2 separate regions of the Zea mays genome follow, and region 1 is linked to region 2. Evidence: chromatin contacts called from public Hi-C data. All regions are on one chromosome and are shown on one strand. The core of a region is the stretch at or near the end of the contact, and the rest is flanking DNA. Distances in the headings are between cores, read along the strand shown.

Region 1 (5,752 bases), core at 1,929-4,428, 160 kb before region 2:
GAAATTAAGAGGATTATTCATCTCATGCCTTCGCAACGCGCTCCGGGCCCAGACGGTTTCATTGGGCTGTTTTATAAGAAATGTTGGGACATTGTAAGAAGCGATTTGTCCGAGGCGCTTTGTGGGTTTTACAATTTACGCACTAACAAGCTGCACCTAGCGAACGAGGCCAATATTGTGCTCCTCCCAAAAAAAGAGAATGCTTTGCACCTTACGGACTTTCGACCGATCAGCTTGATCAATAGCCTAGCAAAAATAATCACAAAGGTACTGGCTGAGAGATTGGCTCCAAAACTGGGACAACTAGTATCTCGCTCACAAAATGCCTTTATCAAGGGAAGGTGCATTCATGACAATTTTTTATATGTCCAAAGAGTAATCCAGAAGCTGCACAAATCCAAGAATCCATCTCTCTTCATCAAGTTGGACATAGCAAAAGCTTTTGACTCTGTTAGCTGGGCATATCTTTTGGAGGTGCTGGAAGCTTTTGGTTTCGGTAGAAAATGGAGAAATTGGATTTCAGCTATCCTTGCTTCCTCTTCGTCGCGTATCTTCATGAATGGCAGACTAGGAAGAAAAATCATTCATAAGCGTGGCCTTCGTCAAGGAGATCCTCTATCTCCGATGTTGTTCATCTTGGCTATCGATCCACTTCAGAGAATTATAGAGCGTGCTATTCACTCGAGCGTCCTCTCTCATGCCCTTCCTAAGCCGGCTACTTTGCACTGCTCACTCTATGCTGACGACGCTGGACTATTTGCAAAGCCGTCGGCTTCTGACCTGTATGCTTTAAGGCGCATCCTCCAGACCTTTAGTGATTGTTCTGGTCTCAAGTTTAATATGAGTAAAACAGAGTTGTACCCTATTCGGTGTCATCCTGGTGTAGTTGAGGCACTGCTTCACTGCTTCCCTGGAAAGATTGCCTCTTTCCCTGGAAAATATCTTGGTCTGCCCCTTCACACTAGAAAACTTAGAAGAATTGAGATGCAGCCTCTGGTTGACAAAATTCGTGCAAGGCTTCCAAGATGGAAAGGAAAATTGCTCTCCAAAGCGGGTAGATTGACTCTCGTTAACACAGTTCTGTCCTCTCAACCAATCTACCACCTAACGGTATTTCCAGCCCAGAGATGGTTACTGAAGCAAATTGACAAAATTAGACGAGGGTTTCTTTGGAAAGGCGAGGAACCAGAAGTATTGCCTTGTGAACTGGCCAACGGTTTCACGCCCAAAAAATCTTGGTGGTCTTGGAGTGGTAGACCTGGAACGCTTTGCTCGAGCTCTTCGAATCCGTTGGATGTGGTTCCAATGGAGAGACCGGGACAGGGCCTGGACGGGGCTTGACACCCCATGTACCAAAGAAGATAGAGACTTTTTTCATGCTTCAACTTCGGTGACAGTTGGCAATGGGACCCTTGCTTCTTTCTGGTTCTCCAATTGGATTAATGGCATGGCGGCGCGTCTCATTGCCCCCAATCTCTTCATTAAGGCAAAGCGCAAAAACATTAAGGTACATAAGGCCCTGCTCAACAATACATGGATTTCTCTTATTTCTCCGGTTTCTGGGGAAACTGAAATAATTGAATTTGTGAGACTTTGGGAAGCCATCCATGAAGTCCATATAAATATTGAGGAAGTAGACAAAATCAGATGGCGCTGGACATCAGATGGCGAATACTCTACCAAGAGTGCTTACCTGGCTCAGTTCCACGGGAGTTTTGCCAAGCTCAAACTTTCTCCAGTTTGGAAGGCGAAGACAGAGCCTAAATGTCGGTTCTTTGCATGGACCCTCCTCCATAACAAAATTCTAACGGCCAATAATCTTCAGAAGCGAGGTTGGAATAATGATCCTATCTGCAAGCTTTGTAAGCGCGAACCGGAGACGGTGGGCCATCTAGCAAAAGATTGCATATTCACAAAATCGTGTTGGAGTTGGCTCAGCTCGTGGTATAACCTCTCCTCTCTGCCAAAGTTGGACCAGTGCTCGTCGATCTATGGATGGTGGAGGAAGTGCAGACTAAAAGTAGAGAAAACTGCTCGCAAGGAATTCGATGGTCTCTGTATTTACTTTTGGTGGGAGATTTGGAAAGAAAGAAATCGAAGAATCTTTCATGGTCTTGAGAAGAGCGAGCGAGAAGTGGCCAACTTCGTCAAAGAAGATTTCAACCCGCAAAGAGCTTCTAGTTAATTTTAGCGTTTTGTGTGTGTGGCGTGCTGGGTTTCTAGTGGGCTGTTTTGCTAGTGCTTCTTTTCTTTTCTTTGCCCCCCTCTACCCTAGTGTTGTTTTTTCTTTTCCTTTCCAGTGTTTGTAAGTGTCCCTTTCTAATAAATTTTTGGCCATGGCAATGCTCTTGCCGTGTCCTTTTTCAAAAAAAAAATTCAGAACAGTGAAAACGAAATCGTGAACCCTGAGTCCCTGACCCACACACACACACCTGAAAGAAGCAGGTACAAGGATATCATGGAAGCTTATACTCCCTCAGTCCGTTTTTATCCAGCACAAATTTTAAACTATATGGCGTCAAATAAATGAAAACGGAGCTAGTACACATGGCAGATGACAATGACTAATGGTGTTTCCTTGGTCGGAAGTACTGCGCGCGCATGCAAGATTGCCAAGTACATCTTGCCAAAAATAAAAGGGGCCCAAGGGGGGGATCCACGACCAGTTTTCCAAATAGATGAGATCCGCCTGAGAAGAACCGGCACTCGGACACACTTCCTTTATGCAGAAAATGATACAACGAGCAACGCAAGCATCACCAGCAAGATCAAAAGGCTCCAGAGCAAATCTGTATTTGTGGAGCAGCTGCTGCAGCAGAAGCGAGCAGCCGACAGTATAAAGACTCGAGTGCAACATAGCCTAAACTTCTAGTGGATAACCTATTTGCTTACCCATTTTAGTCACAGGATTGTCAAGAATCCCGGGCATGTTAGGCAGTGACGATACAGGTCCGAGCTATCTGTACTATTGCAGTCGAACAGCTGCTCCAATCCACGACTCTGATTGACGTGTCAACGTGCGCCATCTAAGCTGCCGCAATCTGCAATTTGTTTTAGCTGCCGGCCTCTTTCCTCCCTGATAACATGACGTGTGAACATGCGTCACCAAGCCCTGCCCACATCGCTTTCGTAGCACGAGGAAGAGAAGAGACACTATACATATCCACCTCAGCTGCCATCTCCTCCAGTGCAAACAGCAGTACGACTTCCACCTCACAGCTAGCCACACAGCCATGGCGGCGGCGGCGGCCTCTGCCACCCAAGCAGCACTCGCGCTCGCCCACGACCTGGAGGACGCCTCCGAAAGGAAGGCACACTTCGTGCTGGTCCCACTGATGGCGCAGGGCCACACCATCCCGATGACCGACATGGCGTGCCTGCTGGCCAGGCACGGCGCGCGGGTCAGCTTCGTCACCACGCCGCTGAACGCCTCTAGGATCGCGGGGCTCATCGACCACGCGGCGGCGGCGGGCCTCGCGATCCGGTTCGTCAGGCTCCGCTTCCCCGCCGCCGAGTTCGGCCTGCCCGAGGGGTGCGAGAACGCCGACATGCTCCAGTCCAGAGACCTGTTCAAGAACTTCATGGACGCCTGCGCGGCGCTGCGGGAGCCACTCGCTGCGTACCTCAGAGAGCAAGAACAACCTCCGAGCTGCGTCGTATCGGACATGAGCCACTGGTGGACAGGTGACATCGCGAGGGAGTTTGGTGTCCCCAGGCTGACGTTCAATGGCTTCTGCGGCTTCGCGTCCCTTGCCAGGTATTTTGATATATCATGTTTTATTATCACTAAAAATGTCTTTGGTCGTCCTAAAACTGGTGTAAAAAGTAGCATACGTTCCTTCATATAAGAAAAAAGGTCTTGTTTGTATCCGCTTATAAGCCTGTGCCTAATAATCCATCCATATTATTACCTAAAACATTATTTTACATTATAGGTTGTATTGTTCGTATAGTAGAATTCAAATATGGGTACGAGGATGCTGGAGCTAGCCTAACAGTCATACAACGGGGATTTTTTTTCCTCCCAATTCTCGATTCAAAGTTCTGAAGCTGCAGTAGCATAAAAGCAGAAATAATCAAAGCATCCGGTGGGACTCGCTTTTTACACTAAAAACTGATTTTAGTTGGAAATAAAAATGGTGAATGACAATTATGTATATAGAGGAAAGTATTCATCTGAGCACTACAAATACAACTCAGAAACGGTGTTTATAAGTGTAACGTAAGGAAAAATATATATATTAATCATAATACTAATTAGAACTTGCTTCTCTAAAACTTCAGAGCTCAGCTCTAAAAGCTTTAGATCACTTTAGCTTACTTTTAAGCTCTAAAGCTTTAATTTAGAGCTCTGCCTCTAAACTTTAGGTAGAGGGTATGCAAACAGGCCCTTAATTAGCAACAGTAATTTAGTTTACGCTCCAGCCAATAGTGGAAGAAATCCAACAGTAACATGTTGACTAACTGGCAGTGACAGGAAACAAGTTTGCAGCATAATGCGATTATTAAATACGATACAATTATATTTTGCAGGTACATCATGGTCCGCGACAACTTGCTGGAACACGTCGAAGATGAGAATGAGCTCGTCAGTTTCCCAGGATTCCCAACGCCGCTTGAGCTGACGAAAGCAAGATGCCCTGGAAGTGTATCTGTTCCCGGTCTGGATCAGATCCGTAAGAAGATGTATGAGGAGGAGATGAGATCCAGTGGTGTTGTCATAAACAGCTTCCAAGAGCTGGAGGCCTTGTACATCGAGTCCTTCGAGCAGGTTACAGGGAAGAAGGTCTGGACAGTGGGACCAATGTGTCTGTGCAACCAGGACAGCAACACGATGGCGGCGAGAGGAAACAAGGCCTCAATGGATGAGGCGCAGTGCCTGCAATGGCTCGATTCCATGGATCCGGGCTCGGTGATCTTTGTAAGCTTCGGCAGTATGGCCCGCACCGCGCCTCAGCAGCTCGTTGAGCTGGGACTAGGGCTGGAATCTTCCAACAGGGCGTTCATCTGGGTGATCAAAGCAGGAGATAAGTTTCCAGAAGTTGAGGGATGGCTCGCGGACGGGTTCGAAGAACGGGTGAAGGACAGAGGCTTGATCATAAGGGGCTGGGCGCCGCAGGTTATGATCCTGTGGCATAGATCTGTTGGAGGTTTCATGACACACTGTGGGTGGAACTCGACATTAGAGGGAGTCTGTGCAGGCGTGCCCATGATCACATGGCCACACTTTGCAGAGCAGTTTGTGAACGAGAGGCTGGTGGTGGACGTGCTGAAAACTGGGGTGGAGGTTGGAGTCAAAGGGGTGACACAATGGGGGCATGAACAAGAGGAGGTTACAGTGACAAAGGATGATGTGGAGGCAGCTGTGTCCAGGTTGATGGATGAAGGTGAGGCTGCAGAGGAGATGAGGATGAGAGCAAGAGAATTTGGTGTTAAGGCAAGGAAGGCTTTGGTAGAGGGAGGTTCTTCGTATAATAATATAAATCTATTGATTCATGAAATGGGAAACCGGGCAAATGTATCTACCTAGCTAGCATAGAGAAGGGATTAAGCTCCCTCCCCCCTCTCTGGAGGCAAAATATAATGCATAAAGACTATCAATAGTTATCTTTGAAATCAATCTGTAACCAGGTGGCGCTTTCAAGAAAAAAAGGAGAAATGGGCCAGCAACAATCAATTCCTATTAAAATGCATATGAAAGGTCATAGAACTTAGAAGCTTGTTAGAAATGAAAAATACATCACCTACGACC
Region 2 (6,166 bases), core at 1,853-4,352:
ACACTTTGTCCTCACTCATACGCACCCGAGAAAACTTCCCGGTCGGTCACCCATTCTAAATTGCTCCAAGCCAAGCACGCTTAACTTGGAGGTTCTTTCGAGATAGGCTTCCGAAAAAGAAGATGCACCTTGTTGTTATGGATACTCTATTAATTCTATTAAGCCTTGAGCCATGATATCCCATCTTAGGGGCTAGGATATCACAGGTTCGTATGTCGTGAGTGGGAGGTAGACCGACGCCTCTGCTGTGGCTCGGCGCCAGGCACAATTTATCGCAGCCGGTCATGACGGATCGGTCTCGGGCCAGGTGTGGGATCCACTCGAATGGTTTCCCTTTGACACGTCTGACCCACCTGTCCGGTTCTGCCATGCCTGACCTCAGGTTTGGTGCCGCGAGGTTTGTCCAAGGGCGGGTTCTTCTAAGGTCGACATTACCTGTCTCCTCTAACTGATCATTGGGCCTTAGTTGTCGAAGGCCTTTTCCCCGATGTGCTCGCTGACCGGTGGACCCTAGGGACCGAGATCATATCCCTGACACCCCCTATCCCCAAATCCTGCCTTCACCCCCATATATATAGGGAGACGGTATATCGTGATTTCTGTGCTTCTAATAACTAAAGGAAGCCCTAGTCTAATGATACCTTTAGATTTAGTGGCACCACCTCAAACCGAAATTGGTGCGAACTCGAAGCGTGTATTGGCTGGGGCTTCCTGTAACTATTAGAAGCTCTGGGCTTCCAATATCATGTCCCTATTGAAAAGGGGAATGCTAACGCATGACGTCCGTGGAAACACATAAACAAGTGCGTTATATAGTAGAGACATGCTATGATCAATAAACACTAGGAATGGTAGCATAAATAACTTCACAAAGAGCACCAATATATCATTTTTACGAATAATTTGGAGTTGGTTTCATATTTTTATGATTTAAAAATCTATTAGTTATGGATTCTAAATTATATAATTTATTTTTAAAAATACAAAGCCACCTTTAAAGATGACAACTTTGTATTGCTAGTTTAGTAGTGCAAAAATATGGTTTCAGATATGGTTACGATAATAAACTAAAATATTTCTTAAATCTACATATAAGCTATATATTATGAAAACTAAATAAAATATAGCTATATACTATATCATATATGTTTCAAAGTACGTACATATATACATGCATGCACATGTAGAGCATCAAAGTACGTACGTAGTATCAAACTGATTGTTCGCGTAGGGAGGGGAGAGAAAGGAGAGAATCGAGAGGAAAGGTAGGGATTGGAGTCTTGTACCTGAAGACTGCCCCAAGAAAGCGACCAACCCAAATTATTGCACAGGGAATTCGATGCACCAATACACACATACACACCCTTTCTCCCTGGCCTTCTCTCTCTACCCCCAGTATAGCAACACCCATGACATACCTGCACTGTTCTCTCTCTCTCTCTATCTTCTTCCAGTCCTTTCTCTCTCTAGTGTATATAGAGAGAATCTTCTTACCTTCCTTACCACTTCCTAAAAAGCCAAGAGTAGCAGCAGCACAGTAGGGGAGATTCTCACTCTATCTCTCTCTCTCTCTCTAGCACACCATGCATTTCCTTTGTGTCCTCCTTTATGCGTGCTTGGTATCCCCCAAAGCCTAAGATATTCCTTGCTTGAGCCATGCTAATATATTCCCTGCGAATGCAAAGTGAGCCGGCGGTACTTCTCTTCTTTCACACACAGGGATTGGAGCAAGCATACATGTGTGTTATTCCCACAGCTAGCCAAGAAGAAGAAGAGCTTGTGTGTGAAGGGATGCACCGCCCTTTTCAAAGCAAAGATGGAGGAATCCTTTCATATCTTTGGGGGGGCTTGAATTATGTGTGGTATATGCTGCTTTACCTGCTTTGCCATCTCTCCTTTGATTAATCCTGCAGGAATCATCCATTAGAAGCCCCGCGCCCCCCCCAAAAACAAAAGTTGACAACGTTTGAGCATCTACGTACGATATATAATAACTTAGCCATTGATGGATTTTTGTATACGTTTGTTTTGGTTTTTGTAATATAAATATAATGCAAGTTGGGAGCTGGAGGCGCGAGATGTGATTCTCATCAGGTAGGTATATCTGGTGATTATCCCTGCGTTTTGAGATGGAAATTAGGTAAAAGGTAAATATTCTCCAAGACACCTAGTTGGGTTCTCCCTTGGACTTGCAAGGTTCTCTTTGGACTGCTTTGGGCAGCTCATCTAGCTTTAATTCCTTTGAATCAAACAACAACGCACACAGCTTGTTGCTAATAAGCTTTCTCTTCGCTCGCTCTCCCGTGGGTGGGCACAAATGCAAGCACGCGGGTAGATTCTGCTGGTTGTGTAAAAAAAAAACCTTTGCAAAGTAAACTTATCACAAAATGAGCATCCGTGTAAAAGATTTCCCAGCCTAGCTAGCTATAGGGTAGCTAGCTAGGTTAAAATTGCACATATATACATGTGCAGCAGGTGCCCATTGCGACAAGAAGATCTGGCCATGCATGTAAAAGTTCCAATTTTTCATGCATGCATGCTAAGGTGAACGCACCTAGAACTCTGAATGACAGAGTGCAGAGTTTGATCTACCAGAAGCACACACTGACACACAGGTGATCATCAGGGAAAACTGGCGGCTACACTACACAAGCTAGCTAGAGATGAGAGAGAGAGAGAGAGAGAACCAATGCAAATGGCCTAGCTCATCCCGTTGTGTTCGTTGTGTGGTCGTTGTGTTGTCCTGCGAGGACAACCGGACGGGGATAAGTTTTTTTGATTCCCTTGTATGTACATGATGCATGAAACCTCCTGCATATGCAGAAGCTTTTGCATGCAGATGCCTTTGATCTTTGCAAGAAGTTACCATGCCTTTGCTTTTTCCCGCCTCGTCCCCCCCCCCCCCCCCCCCCCCCTGTGCCTGTGCTGCTGCCTGCTCCTGCTGTGGCTACTCCTAGTCCTAGCTCGCAAGATCACACACACTTGGCTTTTCCTTTCGTCCCCTTCCCCTCTCTAAATCCACCTTTATCCTCCCTCCCATCCCAGAACTCACCCTTAAAAAGAAGCCGATTCCCCCTCTGATCCCTCATCAAACACACACACACACACACATCCACATTCCCCTACACCTCCTCCGCCTCCTCCTCCTCTCTCTCTCTCTCTCTAGCACACAGCAGTACAGTTGATCATATTATCTGAGAAGTACTATACTAGTAAAAGCTTGTAGCAGCTAGCTACAGCCAATAGTGTAAGCTCCAACACAGACAAATATACTTGCGCCAGTAGTGAGTGATTCTAGTACATCCTCGGATCGAGCTTGGCAGCATGGCTTCTTCGCCGTCCGACCTAACCCTAGACTACAAGCCCAACGGCAACGGCGCCGCGTACGCAGTGACGACCCCGAAGCCGCCGCAGGAGACGCTCGTGGTGGACGGACACCACCACCACCACCATCTGACGGCGGCGGAGCAGACGACGCAGAAGCTCCGGGAGTTCCTCGCGCGCCTGGAGGAGGAGCGGCTCAAGATCGACGCCTTCAAGCGCGAGCTCCCCCTCTGCATGCAGCTCCTCAACCACGGTGAGTAATAAGCGTATAACGTCGTTACGTTACGTCGTCGTCGATCGTGTGCGCATGCATCGATCGATGCATGCCATGCATGCATGGCCGTGTCGTGTCGTGGCGCAATGTGTTAGTTGCTGATCGAGCGTGGGCGCATGCATCCACGCAGCCATGGAGTCGTACCGGCAGCAGCTGGAGGCGTACCAGATGGGGAGCCTGCAGGGCGCGCCGGCGAGGCCGCTGGTGCTGGAGGAGTTCATGCCGCTCAAGAACATCGGGATCGACGCCGCCGCCGACAAGATGGGGAACCCGACGTCGGAGAAGGCGAGCTGGATGGAGTCGGCGCAGCTCTGGAACGGGCCCGCGGCAACGGCGGACGTGGCCGCCAGGGGGCCGCAGACGCCCAAGGAGAGCGCGGAGTGCGCGCACGGCGCCGCGGGCGCCGGCCACGGGCAGCGCAACGGCGGCGGCGGCGGCGGCGCGTTCCTCCCGTTCGCCAAGGACAAGACCGCGTCCGCGGCAGAAGGCGCGGCGCTGCCGGAGCTCGCCCTCGCGCCCGCGGACAAGGACGCGGCCGACGCTGACAGGAAGCCGTACCTTGATGCCGCCGCCGGCAGCAACAACGGTGGCGTCCTGGGCTCGCGGAGAGACGCCGTCCAGAGCGGGGTCGTCAACGTCAAGCCGGCGCCGAACGCGCCGGAAGGGCAGCAGGCGGCACCGCCGCAGACGCACCGCAAGGCGCGGCGGTGCTGGTCGCCGGAGCTGCACCGCCGCTTCGTCAATGCCCTCCAGATCCTCGGCGGCGCTCAAGGTACAGACACTGGCATGCCACAGACACTTTGCTATGTTAGACAAAATGCCAAACGCATGCATGCGTGTCCCATGATCATGACAAATAATACTTGTTTCCTGCTTGCAAAAGTGGCGACCCCGAAGCAGATCCGCGAGCTGATGAAGGTGGATGGATTGACCAATGATGAGGTGAAAAGCCATCTCCAGGTAAATTATAACTCTCCGTGCACGGCACCACCGATGCACACGATGCAGCATAGTATAGTAGCATACTATCGAGCAATTCATCATTGGTCATTATGAATTTATGATTCCAGAGATGGCGTTGGAGTAACAGACAAGACTGTATGTGTATAAACTATAGCGATTATTATTCATTCCCTGATTGTTACCCTCCTCGTTTGTGGTGGCCGTGCAGAAGTACAGGCTGCACACACGGCGGCCGATGCCGGCGCCGCCCGCACCGGCGACCGCCGCGCCGCAGCTGGTGGTCCTCGGCGGCATCTGGGTCCCGCCGGAGTACGCGTCGCAGGCGGCGGGGCAGGCCATCTACGGCGCGCACCCGGCGACGCAGCCGCACTACACGGCGGCGGCGGCGCAGGAGTACTACCCGTCCCCCGCCGCGGTGCACCACCTCCAGCACCACCCGGCGGCCGCCGCCATGGTGCACCGTGCGGCCGCGGCACCGCCGCCGCCGCAGCAGGCCGCGTACAGCAAGGCGGCGGCGATGGCGGGCTCGCCTCCCGGATCGGAAGGGCGGGGCAGCGCCGGAGGAGGCAGCATCGGCGGCGGAGGCGGGAGGGAGAGGTCGGAGAGCATCGAGGAGGAAGGCGAGGTGGAGGAGCGGGAAGAGGATGACGAAGACGACGACGACGACATGACGGCCAACAAGGCCGACGGCGAGGGGGCCGCCGCCGGTGCCGGAGTCGGCGCCGCCATGTACTAATTAATAATCGACCAATTAACTAGCGCATGCTGCTACTCTACTCTACTCTACCATTAGCTACCTTGTTAATCGCCATTAGCTCCGGGTTGTTAAGCAGCGCATGTGCTGTAGCATCACCGGGAAAAAAGTGAATTTTTGTTCGCGCCCGCGCGGAGAACGGATGCCGACGACCGGCCTGAGCTCGCTCCAGTCAACATGTGGTGGAGTAGTGGAGGCGGTGGACGGTGTGAGAGTGTCCGAGATTGTCTCATTCGTGATGTGATACATGTGAGCGAGAGCGAGGGCCTATCCTTCGCTTTTATTTTAGGGCTTGGCGTATTGGTCTCTGGTTATCTTTTCCCCCTTTCTCTCTCTCTCGCTTTCGCTTTGGACTAGTGTACTGTACTAGTAAATATTTTTGCGGTGGATAAGTTATGTAAACTTGCTTGGATCGGCCTTGGGTCCAGAGATAATTTCACTGGGAAATGTGAAGTCAAGTTTAGTTTGTGATTATTTTATAGTTAGGGTACGTACAACCCTATTAAATAAGACGTCTTTTGATGAGTGTTTAGGGCAAGTTTGCGAGCTACAAAATCGGAGGGATTGAATGGACTAAAATCAATGAGAAGAGGATTTTAACCTCTCAATCCCATCCAGTATTTTAGCTCTTAAACTAGTCCTTGTGGGTTAAGTGAAAAAAAATCAAGAGACGTCTCTCTCTTCATAACTTTCTATACAACATTTATGATACATAATCTTTGGGTTGTATTATATAGTCTCTTAGCTGTCTCCTAAATTTAGAAAACCATTCTAGTGTCTCTAGGTTGTACATACCCTTATATGTTTTTATCCTATAATAAAAGTAAGCACTTTTAGGACCCCTAAACTGA

What was found. Hi-C and Micro-C count contacts between places; a contact is called where the count stands out from the background.
Region 1: a Hi-C map of endosperm shows a contact between it and region 2, with 2.1 times the contacts expected there. The contact joins the promoter of LOC103649679 here to the promoter of LOC107522107 in region 2. A contact is called at or near these places in 4 of 25 Hi-C or Micro-C datasets (bundle sheath, ear and endosperm).

The regions. Positions count from the first base shown.
Region 1 is chr3:10,672,841-10,678,592 of Zm-B73-REFERENCE-NAM-5.0, reverse strand. It overlaps LOC103649679 (UDP-glycosyltransferase 73E1), which reads left to right and starts at 3,178. Exons shown (of 2, transcript XM_008675414.3): 1 at 3,178-3,757; 2 at 4,534-5,752. The coding sequence starts at 3,234. The coding sequence ends at 5,530. LOC100273062 reads right to left here. Exons shown (of 2, transcript NM_001147511.1): 2 at 5,704-5,752.
Region 2 is chr3:10,514,024-10,520,189 of Zm-B73-REFERENCE-NAM-5.0, reverse strand. It overlaps LOC107522107, which reads left to right and starts at 3,102. Exons shown (of 4, transcript NM_001322358.1): 1 at 3,102-3,577; 2 at 3,729-4,370; 3 at 4,482-4,558; 4 at 4,770-5,750. The coding sequence starts at 3,325. The coding sequence ends at 5,297.